Regions from separate parts of the Triticum aestivum genome. Here region 2 is linked to region 1. Evidence: chromatin contacts called from public Hi-C data. All regions are on one chromosome and are shown on one strand. Each heading gives the region's core, a stretch centred on a gene start, on an enhancer-like site or on the middle of the called end of the contact. The rest is flanking DNA. Distances are from core to core; before and after follow the strand shown. Region 1 holds the start of LOC123087904 (RNA demethylase ALKBH9B). Region 2 holds the start of LOC123087905 (mediator of RNA polymerase II transcription subunit 17).

Region 1 (5,633 bases), core at 208-2,707:
CATATATAGTTAACATAACAAATGTAAATCTATGAAACTTCGGGTCAAGATCCCATACAGTTAACACAACAAATGTGAATCTGAAAGTCATAGCTCCCAAAATAGATGTTCTAGTCACACCCTTGATGGAGAAATTAAGAATTCCCGCGAAAATGAAAGACGGAGAGAAGATAAAAATCTTCTACGCAACAGGGCTACTGTGTCCAGATAGACCTTCCTAGGTTAACATGACAACGGAATAGGTTGAATAGTCCATACTCAACCGAAGCATCGCATCCCCCGGGGTAAAACAGCCTTAGTAGCAGTCATGTAACTGAACTTGGAACACATCATCTGCAGTAAAGCTAAAAAGACTTGGCATGAACTTTGCATCGTCCTGAACTAATGCAGACAACCTCTCTAACCACCCCTGGAACTAGAAGCAAACGTTTCCCTGGATTTTAAGCAACGGGCATACAGTCGAGCACAACACAGCAGGAGGAAAGCCAGTATGTAAGGCTCACCTCCAAGCTCCCCGCGCTTGCCCATCTCCTGCAGGCCGTAGACGCAGTCGACGATGCGCTTCTGCTCGGCGGTGCTGAACACGCCGGCGTGGAGCTCCAGGCCGGCGAGGATGTTGACGAGGCTGCCCTTGACCCTCTCGAGGCATATGAAGTCGTCCTTCCGCAGCACGTTCCGGAACCGATGCAGCTCCCGCTGCTCCCTGGTCAGCCTCGCCCTCGGCCTCCCCGCCCCGCCGGCCTCCTCCTCCTCCCCCTCCTCCCCGTCCTCGTCTGCGGCCGCCTCCTCCGCCGCCGCGGCGGCGAGCTCGTCCTCCTGCGCCATGTCCGCCCACGACATCCGGGGCTTCTCCGCATCCGCCTGCTGCCCCTGCGGCGGCGGCGGGGGCGGATCCGAGTCCCACCCGCTGGGCTCGAACGGGAGATGCCGCGGGGCGGCCGGATCCGAGTCCCACCCCGTGGCAACGACCCTCTCGACCGGCGGCGGCGGCGCCGGCTCCTCCGCTGCAAGAAAAAGTTAGGTGGGAGACGTGAGAACCCAACCCAGCAAGAACCCTAGCAAAAGCGGCCCTTTTCCCTCCCTTCCCCCACAGGCGCGGCGGGCGGGCGTCATCATTACCTCGCGGCGGGGGCGGCGGCGGGGGGAGGAGGGAGGCGACGCGGCCGCGGAGGGAGCCGACGCAGGAGGGGCAGAGGCCCGCGGAGAGGAAGGGGAGCCAGGTGGTGAGGAACTCCCCGGCGATGGCGAGCTCGTCGGCGTCGTACTGCCCCCGCACGAGCTCCATCGGGTCGGCGCCGTCGCCGGCGGCCATGGGGTCTGCGGCTGACTGGCTGGCTGGCTGGCTGGCGCGTGGGGCCGCTCCTCCTCACTCTCCTCCGCCTCGGTCGCTCTCTGCAATTCTTTCACCTTGGGGGAGGTTTTGGGCCGCGCTTCCCACGCGCCGACTCCTGCGGATGGCTTCCAAAGGAAACCTCCGGCGGGGTAGGGTAGGGTGGGGTAGGGGTGCGATGGGCAGGGCTGAGACGATCCTGGCCGTCCGTTGGAGTGTTGGACGGCCTGGATCGGGAGTTGCTGTGGGTGGGATGGGGTGATGGTTTAAGTTGCCGCTCTATGATTGGTTGGTGATTTGATAGTTTTGGGTGTGGTTGATTGATTCATGGTGTGTTCCCTTGTGCTAAAGGTGTGATACCTCACATGTTTACTGGTTTTTTTTATTATAGAATTGATTTGATATATTTGTCTTTCACTGTGTTGTGTGTCATTGGCAACATAGTTAGGGTTATTTGTTCTAGTTTAAATGGCGCTTCGTTCTTCATGTAGGGAACATAGTGGATTGATCTCTTTTTTATTTTTGAATAGGCCATGGGTCATTTCAGGCCATCCTTGGTGATGTCCGAATGCGATTCGGAATTGGAGTTGGTTGCCTAGTTTCATATATAGGAGAGATCAACTCGAAGAGGAAAAAAATCTTAAGGTCGAACAAACGAGTTACTTTGATTCCGAACCAACATAAGAGGAAAGATATTACTTGCTCCACCTGCCCTCGCGCTTCTCCCTCGATGGCGCTCTCTCCCTTTTGTTCTTTTCTCCATTGTTGACAACAAGCGCAAGCATGGTGTTTAGTAATTATACCGTCTTAATGGAAGGGGAAAATGGTACATATAGCCACTGACCAGGGTGAGGATTCCACCTTCTGCGCTTGGAGTTGGAGGCGAGACCTGACCGTTCTTGTCGTGAATTAGTAGTAAGAAACTTCTCACGTTTTAGAGGAAAATGGCCCCAGCACTGGCTCCATTGCAACAATGAAATCAAACAGTTCACATCATCCATTTCGTAGACAACAGCCAACGTGTTGCCTCGGCACATGCCCACTAAGCACAAAAAAATTGAAAGTACAACCCCCGAAAGGAATATCTCTAATTATTGCACACAAAAACATAAAATCTATGATCATGATTTTCATCAGTTTAGGGGGTCGCGGAGCTGGGAGTGGATGACGAGGACGAGTTGGATCACTTCTGCATGACCCGACGATAATTTCATGAGCCATAATGGGGAGCACCTGGTTCACTTCAGCATGTAATCGGATGATGGCAACTATCACTTCTAGACTTCAAAAAGGTGAGGTCACATCAGCAGAGGAGGATCTCGAGCTAGCTGCTCGAGCCCTTTTTGCATCCGTGCCAAACTACCCTTTGCCATCTTCTAAGCGCAACACCATCCACTGAGACAGGCTTATAGCCATCCTTCGTAGAACAATATGTATATTCATCCGCTAAGCATGATTGGAAACAAGCTTATAACGATCATTCATTGGTTCCCTTGTTTTTTGGTATTAATTTATGGTTTCCTCCTATGTTGAGCAATTATGCCATTTTTCCGTTGTTCTCTCTCCCACCTTCTCGTTACTCAACACAAACATCGTTATCTCCGCATAAATCATATAATAGTAAAAATATCTTCACGGACTTGAGGAGTTTGGTCCTAACCTAACCTACACCTTGGTCCTACATGGTGAGGGTTCATAGTACACATCATTGACATGGTAGTTAAACTATTCACAGTGTGGTCAGGCTTATAGCCATCATCCTTCGTAGAACAATATGTATATTCATCCACTAAGCATGATTGAAAACAAGCTTATAACAATCATTCATTGGTTCCCTTGTTTTTCGGTATTAATTTATGGTTTCCTCCTATGTTGAGCAACTATGCCCTTTTTTCCATTTTTCTCTCCCCCACCTTCTCGTTACTCAACACAAACATCGATATCTCCGAATAAATCATATAATAGTAAAAATATCTTCACGGACTTGAGGAGTTTGGTCCTAACCTAACCTACTCCTTGGTCCTACATGGTGAGGGTTCATAGTACACATCATTGCCATGGTAGTTAAATTATTCACGGTGTGGTCAGGGCACTCATCATGCACATGCCTCACTTCTCGCTCCTTTTCTTTTATTACTAACTAAGTTGCATACCAGCAAGTTGCATCATATGAAGCCTTGATTACCGTTTTGGGATTAAAGTGTTGTGTCCAATGTGACTATGTTAGACTTACATGAACAATTTCCATTTCTTGAAGAGGTGTAGTATGGACACATCCGTAAAAAAATAATGGTAAGTATGTGTATATTAGTTTGTTTTATTTATCTCATTAGGGCAATCCCGAACATATACCTTCTTGGTCTCCCTCATGTCCTCCATGTCGGTAGACATGGGTGTTTTGCAAGTCACTTGCCTATACTGATACGTCAATTTTGCATCATGCTTTTATATCAATATTTATTGCATTATGGGTTGTTATTTCACGTTATGTCACAATACTTATGGCTATTCTCTCTTATTTTACAAGGTTTACCATGAAGAGGGGGAGTGCCGACAGCAGGGATTCTGGCTGGAAAAGGAGCAAATATTGGAAACCTATTCTGCACAGCTCCAAAAGTCCCACAACTCCATGAAAGTCATTTTTGGATTTAATAAGAATTATTGGGCAAAGAAAGTACCCGAGGGGGCCCACACCCTAGCTAGGAGGGTGGGGGCGCCCCCCCTACAGGGCGCGCCCCCTATCTCCTGGGCCCCCTGTTGGCCCCCTGGTGCCCATCTTCTGCTATATGAGGTGTTTTATCCTGGAAAAAATTAGAGGCAAGCTCACGAGACGAAACTCCACCGCCACGAGGCGGAACCTTGGCGAAACCAATCTAGGGCTCCGGTAGAGTTGTTCTGCCGGGGAAACTTCCCTCCGGGAGGGGGAAATCATCACCATCATCATCACCAACGATCCTCTCATCGGGAGGGGGTCAATCTCCATCAACATCTTCACCAGCACCATCTCCTCTCCAAACCCTAGTTCATCTCTTGTATCCAATCTTGTATCAAAACCACAAATTGGTACCTGTGCGTTGCTAGTAGTGTTGATTACTCCTTGTAGTTGATGCTAATTGGTTTACTTGGTGGAAGAGCATATGTTCAGATCCTTTATGCATATTATTACCCCTCTGATTATGAACATGAATATGCTTTGTGAGTAGTTACGTTCGTTCCTGAGGACATGGGTGAAGTCTTGCTATTAGTAGTCATGTGAATTTGGTATTCGTTTGATACTTTGATGAGATGTATGTTGTCTCTCCTCTAGTGGTGTTATGTGAACGTCGACTACATGACACTTCACCATTATTTGGGCCTAGAGGAAGGCATTGGGAAGTAATAAGTAGATGATGGGTTGCTAGAGTGACAGAAGCTTAAACCCTAGTTTATGTGTTGCTTCGTAAGGGGCTGATTTGGATCCATATGTTTCATGTTGTGGTTAGGTTTACCTTAATACTTCTTTTGTAGTTGCGGATGCTTGCAATAGGGGTTAATCATAAGTGGGATGCTTGTCCAAGTAAGGGCAGTACCCAAGCACTGGTCCACCCACATATCAAATTATCAAAGTACCGAACGCGAATCATATGAGCGTGATGAAACTAGCTTGACGATAATTCCCATGTGTCCTCGGGAGCGTTTTTCTCATTATAAGAAGTTGTCAAGGCTTGTCCTTTGCTACAAAAAGGATTGGGCCACCTTGCTCCACCTTATTTACTTTCATTGCTTGTTACTCGTTACAAATTATCTTATCACAAAACTATCTATTACCTACAATTTCAGTGCTTGCAGAGAATACCTTACTAAAAACCGCTTGTCATTTCCTTCTGCTCCTCGTTGGGTTGGACACTCTTACTTATCGAAAGGACTACGATAGACCCCCTATACTTGTGGGTCATCAAGACTCTTTTCTGGCGCCATTGCCGGGGAGTGAAGCGCCTTTGGGTAGTGGAACTTGGTAAGGAAACATTTATATAGTGTGCTAAAAAATTTTGTCGCTTGTTACTATGGAAACTAATCCTTTGAGGGGCTTGTTCGAGGTATCTTCGCCCCGACCAGTAGAGCAAAGAGTTGCTCCTCAACCTACTGAACCTACTGAAAATGTTTACTTTGAAATTCCTTCAGGTATGATAGAGAAACTGCTAGCTAATCCTTTTGCACCAGAAGGAACATTGCATCTCGATTTACACCTTATCTTTGTGGATGAAGTTTGTGGATTATTTAATCTTGCAGGTATTCCTGATGATGTTGTTAAGAGGAAGGTGTT
Region 2 (5,519 bases), core at 714-3,213, 190 kb before region 1:
ATCTCGCCGTTGCGGATGCGCGATGAAAAACCATAACCTTGCCACCCCAAGGAGCCAGTAGAATTATACGTCAAAGATCCATCTAATTCATATCGACAGATGAACTTGAGGACGATCGAAGCTTGAAAGATCAACATGAAGATGAAGCACCGCCCCTTGCAAAGATTAAACCCTAATCTATCTACTAGCCTAAGCTTTGTGCCAAAATCACTCTATCTACTAGCTTAAGCTTTGTGCCAAAATCACTCACTAACGTTAAGACGTGCATTGCACGTGTATGCATACTAGTAATATAAAGCGGGAAAAAACCCTATTTTGTAAAACAATGACAACAGCATCAGCGGCTTATTCTAACAACGGTAATGTCATTCGGTTGTCCAAATATCTCGGTGTAAATTTTGTTCTGTTTGTTGTATATCGGATGAACCTTTATGATAATGGACCCAAGTTATTTAAAAGAAATTCTAGTTAATTGGCGACAAAGAGCAGATCCAAACATATATAAAGAATAATTTAAAAATTTATCCATGTACATCCCCATTTTATTTATAAAATATTACTTTCCTGTCTCCCTCTTTTCTTGGCAGGCTATCTCGAGGGGCTCGTACGTACCAGGTCACGAGCACACGATGCATGGGGCCCTTTTTTCAGGAAGGAGAGCGGGATGCTTCTAGAGTAGCGTGGAGTAAGCTGATGCTACTGTGCAGTGCGAATCCTGATCATCTCAGCCGCTAGATTTAGAAAATCAACCGTTTCGATCAAGCCTTTGAGTTCAATTCAAAACTGGTATACTATATAGGAGTATAGATATAGATATAGATATAGATATAGATATAGATATAGATATATCCTAGTCTACTCCATTAATATTGGGTTGCCAATGTGTACTAGGGCATATAGGAAACTTGGTACACATAACTAAAGTAACGAAAATACTATTCTGCTCTCAAGCTCAAATGCACCCTCATGAACAGTAAAATAAAAAAAAATGGTTAAAAAATTCAAAAAAAAACTGAAATTTTTTTGTGATGAACTTTGACAAATGTTTTGTATGCTTGCAAAATTTCAGCATGAAATGACATTCGTGGAAGGCTTGGCAAGAAAAAGAAACCGTCACTCCAAAATGTGTTCAAAACTAGCATTTCTGGAACATCGATTTTGTTTTCTTTTCCCACGACTTGCGCGAATGTTATTTCGTGCTGAAATTTTGCAAGCATGCAAAACATTTCTCAAAGTTTATCGTAAAAAAAATCAGAATTTTCTGAATTTAGTTACTATTTTTTCTGATTTTACTGTTCACAATCTAGCTTGTGTGAATGAGCGGGTTTGCTTGAAATTTAATATAGAAATATACTATGTTGATTATTTTGCTTGAAGTTTTAATGTAACCGTTTGGACAAAAATTTCCGTTCTCATGGAAGAATTATCTTGTTCCACTATTATTTTTTTGAAATGTATTGGTCTTTATTTGCGTTATATTCTGAAGTACTGAAACTAATTAAGTTCACATTTGTTCTTTCAAAAGTATTTGAACCGTGAAAGGTAAAATGTCATAGCTTGTGATAGATTCATCCGTATCTAGACAAACTTTTTAGGACGGAAGGTAATAATAAGCATTAATATTTTGGAACTGTTATGTCTGGTGAGCCCAGATGGTATAAAATCAAGCAAACTTTTAGTAAACAAAAACAATCAAATATAGTACTTTTTCCGTCCCAAAATAAGTGTCGACATTTTTTTTTGACTGAGGGAGTAATACACAGTATAGGTCTGATATAACTTAATTTTTTTGAGACAAATATAATTTAATGAGACTGCACAATATTCTGCTGGAAAAAAGACTCCACAATGTTGTTCTTTTTTTTTTTGAGAATACCACAATGTTTGTTTCAATGATGGTTCGTCCCACGGGCTTGCTTTCTTCGGCGATTCGGCCCGGCCCGGCCCGGCCCGCCCGATTTAGTCCGCACTGCAACTCCCAACTTCCCAAGGTCCAAACCCTCGTCCCATCTCTCCTGCCTCCGGTCCGCTCGCCGCCCGATCCCGCCGGCCGCCGCTCACCGGCGGCAACCACCTCCTACCCGCCGCTCTTTGCCCCCGAGTCCGCCCCGCGTCCCAAGCCTCCAGGCCAGTCGATCTCGCCCCCCTCCCATTCCCCATCAATCAATCAAGGAGCAAGGGGCAGCAGACGGCGGCCATGGGCGACGACCTCCGGCTGGACCTGGACAAGCTCCCCATCAAGCGCCTCGAGGCCATCGACGAGGCCGGCAACGAGCACTACCCGCCGTAAGCCAGCTGCTTTCTTTCCCTCCCTCCCTCCCCTCCCCCCTTCCCTTGGCCTCGCTCCTGATCCAGACCCGCCCGGCGCCACAGGGACACCAGCAGCGAGGAGCAGCGGCTGGCGGCCATCCGCCGGGTCGACTTCTCCTGGGTCGTCGAGCGGGACGCCAAGAAGGCCAAGAAGGCGGCGGCCGAGGACGCCGCCCAGAAGGCCTGGCCCTGGCAGGGCCTCCACGAGAGCCTGCAGCTCGCGCAGCAGGAGCTCACCGTCGTCCTCGACCTCATCTCCACGGTCCGTCCCTCCCTCCCTCCGCATCCGGAGCCCGACGATAATTGACGCCCTCGTGTGTGATGATGTCCTGGTTATGATGGGTGGGTAACAATAACAATTAACAAACAATGCAGGTCGAGGTGAACGACACCGTGGCCGTCGCGACCATTTCCAAGCCCAGGCCGCTGCCGGACGAAATCCTCGTAGACATGGCCGTCTCCGCCGCCACCAAGCTCCAGCGGCTTCGGGTATGCCCCTGTACTAGAAACTAGTAGAGCATCTGCAGCCAATTAATTAGTTGAAGTGGCATGGAATGAGACTCATGGGATATTTGCAACTTATCAGTAAGAGTAGGGGAGTGAAATACACTGCAGAACAAAATGTTTTGAGTAGTTCATGCTTGAACCTACACCACAGACCCTAATTATTATGCTCCATTCCGCAATCTCAGCATCTGGGACGGTACTTCAAACAATCGGCAAAGACGATGCAGCAGCAGTTCCAGAAGGAGGCTAGGTTCTACGGCTCATTGATCAGGTTCGTCTTGTCGCAGGGATTGTGAAATTCCAGGCAGCATCGAAGTGGTGATGCTTGTACCATAACCAGTGTTGTTGGATTTGGCAGGTTGCAGCAGAACTGGAAAGTCAAGAGGCAGCGTGGGAATGCTCCAGGAATCAACAGCTTCATGTTTGATGTGGTTGACACTTCTCAGTTGGACACGGTGGCGATGCCACGGATGTCGTCGTTGTCACTGGTTCAGATCGACCAGGACTCGTCGGGCACTTTGTCTGTACAAGTCCCCCAAAAGGCGTGCCGTTTCTTGAGCCTTCAGTTCCGCCGGGACAGTGCCAATGGCCCGGAAAGCTATGCTTGCAGAACAAAAGGTGTCTCAAGCACCACTTCTTCTGCAGCGGAAGATGATGTGTTGGAGGATGATGATGTCAATAAGTCTGTCAAACAGGCACATTCCATTCTTCGCAATATCCACAAGTCAATATTTGAGGAGCAGGTAGGTTGTCTAAATGCTTATGAATTACTGCAAACCTGTCCTTTTGACCAACTAGAGATCCATGAAAAATTATTCCTGTGACAAAATATGCTGTCTCCTTTTTGGCATTTTTTTGTCTTTCATACGACCTCGCACTTAGTTTAGTGTATGCCTTTGTAGGTATTGGATATGGTGATCCGTGAGACGTTTGTCCAAACTCAAGGTGTCAACGTAACTGGAATGCGTGAGGATTTTCTCCAACTAGCAATTGGCGAGGAGAGTTTGTTGTGCCTTTCGCTTGTGGATTCTGGACAGGATAGTGACTCAGAAATGGCAGGCCATGAAGGGCATAATAATTCAGAGGCGAATCTTGTGCTAGCCACCACCAATGGGAAGCAGGAGCCTTTAAAAAGGGATACCTCAGGGTTTCTTAACCCGAAAAGTCTGGAGATTTACTTGCTACACCTGTTCCACGAGAACATTCTCAGAAAAGTCAGGGAAAAATATCGTAATATTGTTCGCTACCAGAGTCCTGCTCAGACTGCAGAGTCTGCAGGTGAAGATTGTCGCTTGCTAAGTCATTTCTGCATGACAGTGGCTCATAAAACATATTCAAAAAAAGTGCAGCTGGAGCTAGAGAGTGTGGTATAACTACTATTATTTCCCTGTTCATTAATGCAGTATACATACCATGGGTGTAGTAGATTGGCGTTGTAACTTCCTTTTCACTAATGCATGCAGGTTAGCAGGGTTCCTTATCTCCAGCTGCGGTCCCTTCCTACATGGCACTCTAGAACTTCTTCCTGGTCTCTCTGCTTAAGAGTTCCGCAACCCATTTTGGCTGCTGATCGGCCCACGAAGCCTTCAGACAATGGCGAGCCCAAGTACAAATCTTCCAGGACACAGTTCAACACGAAGATTGTCTTGAAGGATGGCCAGATAAGTTTGTTGGGCGAGGGTTCTCCGAGCATCGCCGGGTCATTGACTAGGAAGCCCTCTGACGGTTATCTGATAAACAGTTACAATTGTGACCTGGAGGACCTCCCAACGATGGTTCTGCAGCAGGTAAACTTGTGATAAATAAAACCTTTTAAGTCATTATGCTTTATCGCCGATATGCACTGGATTAATTTATTAACTTTACTACTGTTGAGAGTATTTATGATTCACAAGGTTGAAGCATCAATTGTGCCAGGATAGCGCATGAACCACTTTACCATATTATAATTAAGACTTAGTAAATCCAAAGTTGTTCTATGATTGACTGCAACGGCCGTTGTTCAGTCGTTTACAATTATTTATTGTATATACCATGGTAAAGCCTTGCACTGAATGTATGTGTCCATCGACGTACGCGAATAGTTTGTTTGGCTAGTCGGAATGTTGAGTTCAGCCTGACTTCAGTTAAGAGAATAGGTACGGTGATACGTATTAGGATCATTGCCAGGGCTCCATATTTCAGAAGTTAATACCATCCCCACTATATATATACACATGCATATAAGAAAAGTCCAGAGGCTGAGATTTACTCAACTGACTGGTGCCTTTACGCGCATCTCTTCGGGGCCTACTTTATTGTAAGGTGCTGAGCACATTGTCTGCACATATATCTGCAGGTTGCGAGCCAGATAATAAACTGGCTCCACGAGGAGGCTTTGGTCCTGGGGATGAGCGTGACTCGGGATTTCCTGTGCCTCTACTTCGACCTGGAGCACGGTGATACGCTGGGCCTGGTGGCGCACGTGGACCCGGACGATGAATACGGGTGCATCTCATGGTACCTGACTGTCGACCACCCGGTGGAGGATGACGGGAAGGCACCAGCGGCGGATGACGCCTGGGCTGAGAAGCGCAGGTTCCTGGGGTACCTGTCCCTGGAGGTGCTCTACTCCACCCTCCTGGACCTCATCAACCTCTGCGGCACCGGCTCCCGCCCGCTGAGATGATGATAGAAGTGTGCTGCAGTGCTGGATCGTGTGT

What was found. A called contact is a pair of places that touch in the nucleus more often than the background predicts.
Region 2: a contact with region 1 is called in a Hi-C map of leaf, with 2.4 times the contacts expected there. The contact joins the promoter of LOC123087905 here to the promoter of LOC123087904 in region 1. A contact is called at or near these places in 2 of 5 Hi-C or Micro-C datasets (both in leaf).

What each region holds. Positions count from the first base shown.
Region 1 is chr4A:656,290,707-656,296,339 of IWGSC CS RefSeq v2.1, reverse strand. It overlaps LOC123087904 (RNA demethylase ALKBH9B), which reads right to left and starts at 1,457. Exons shown (of 6, transcript XM_044510026.1): 1 at 1,120-1,457; 2 at 504-1,004. The coding sequence starts at 1,312.
Region 2 is chr4A:656,483,763-656,489,281 of IWGSC CS RefSeq v2.1, reverse strand. LOC123087905 (mediator of RNA polymerase II transcription subunit 17) reads left to right here and starts at 1,963. Exons shown (of 8, transcript XM_044510027.1): 1 at 1,963-2,286; 2 at 2,374-2,572; 3 at 2,686-2,799; 4 at 3,003-3,088; 5 at 3,176-3,560; 6 at 3,720-4,184; 7 at 4,281-4,604; 8 at 5,156-5,519. The coding sequence starts at 2,198. The coding sequence ends at 5,485.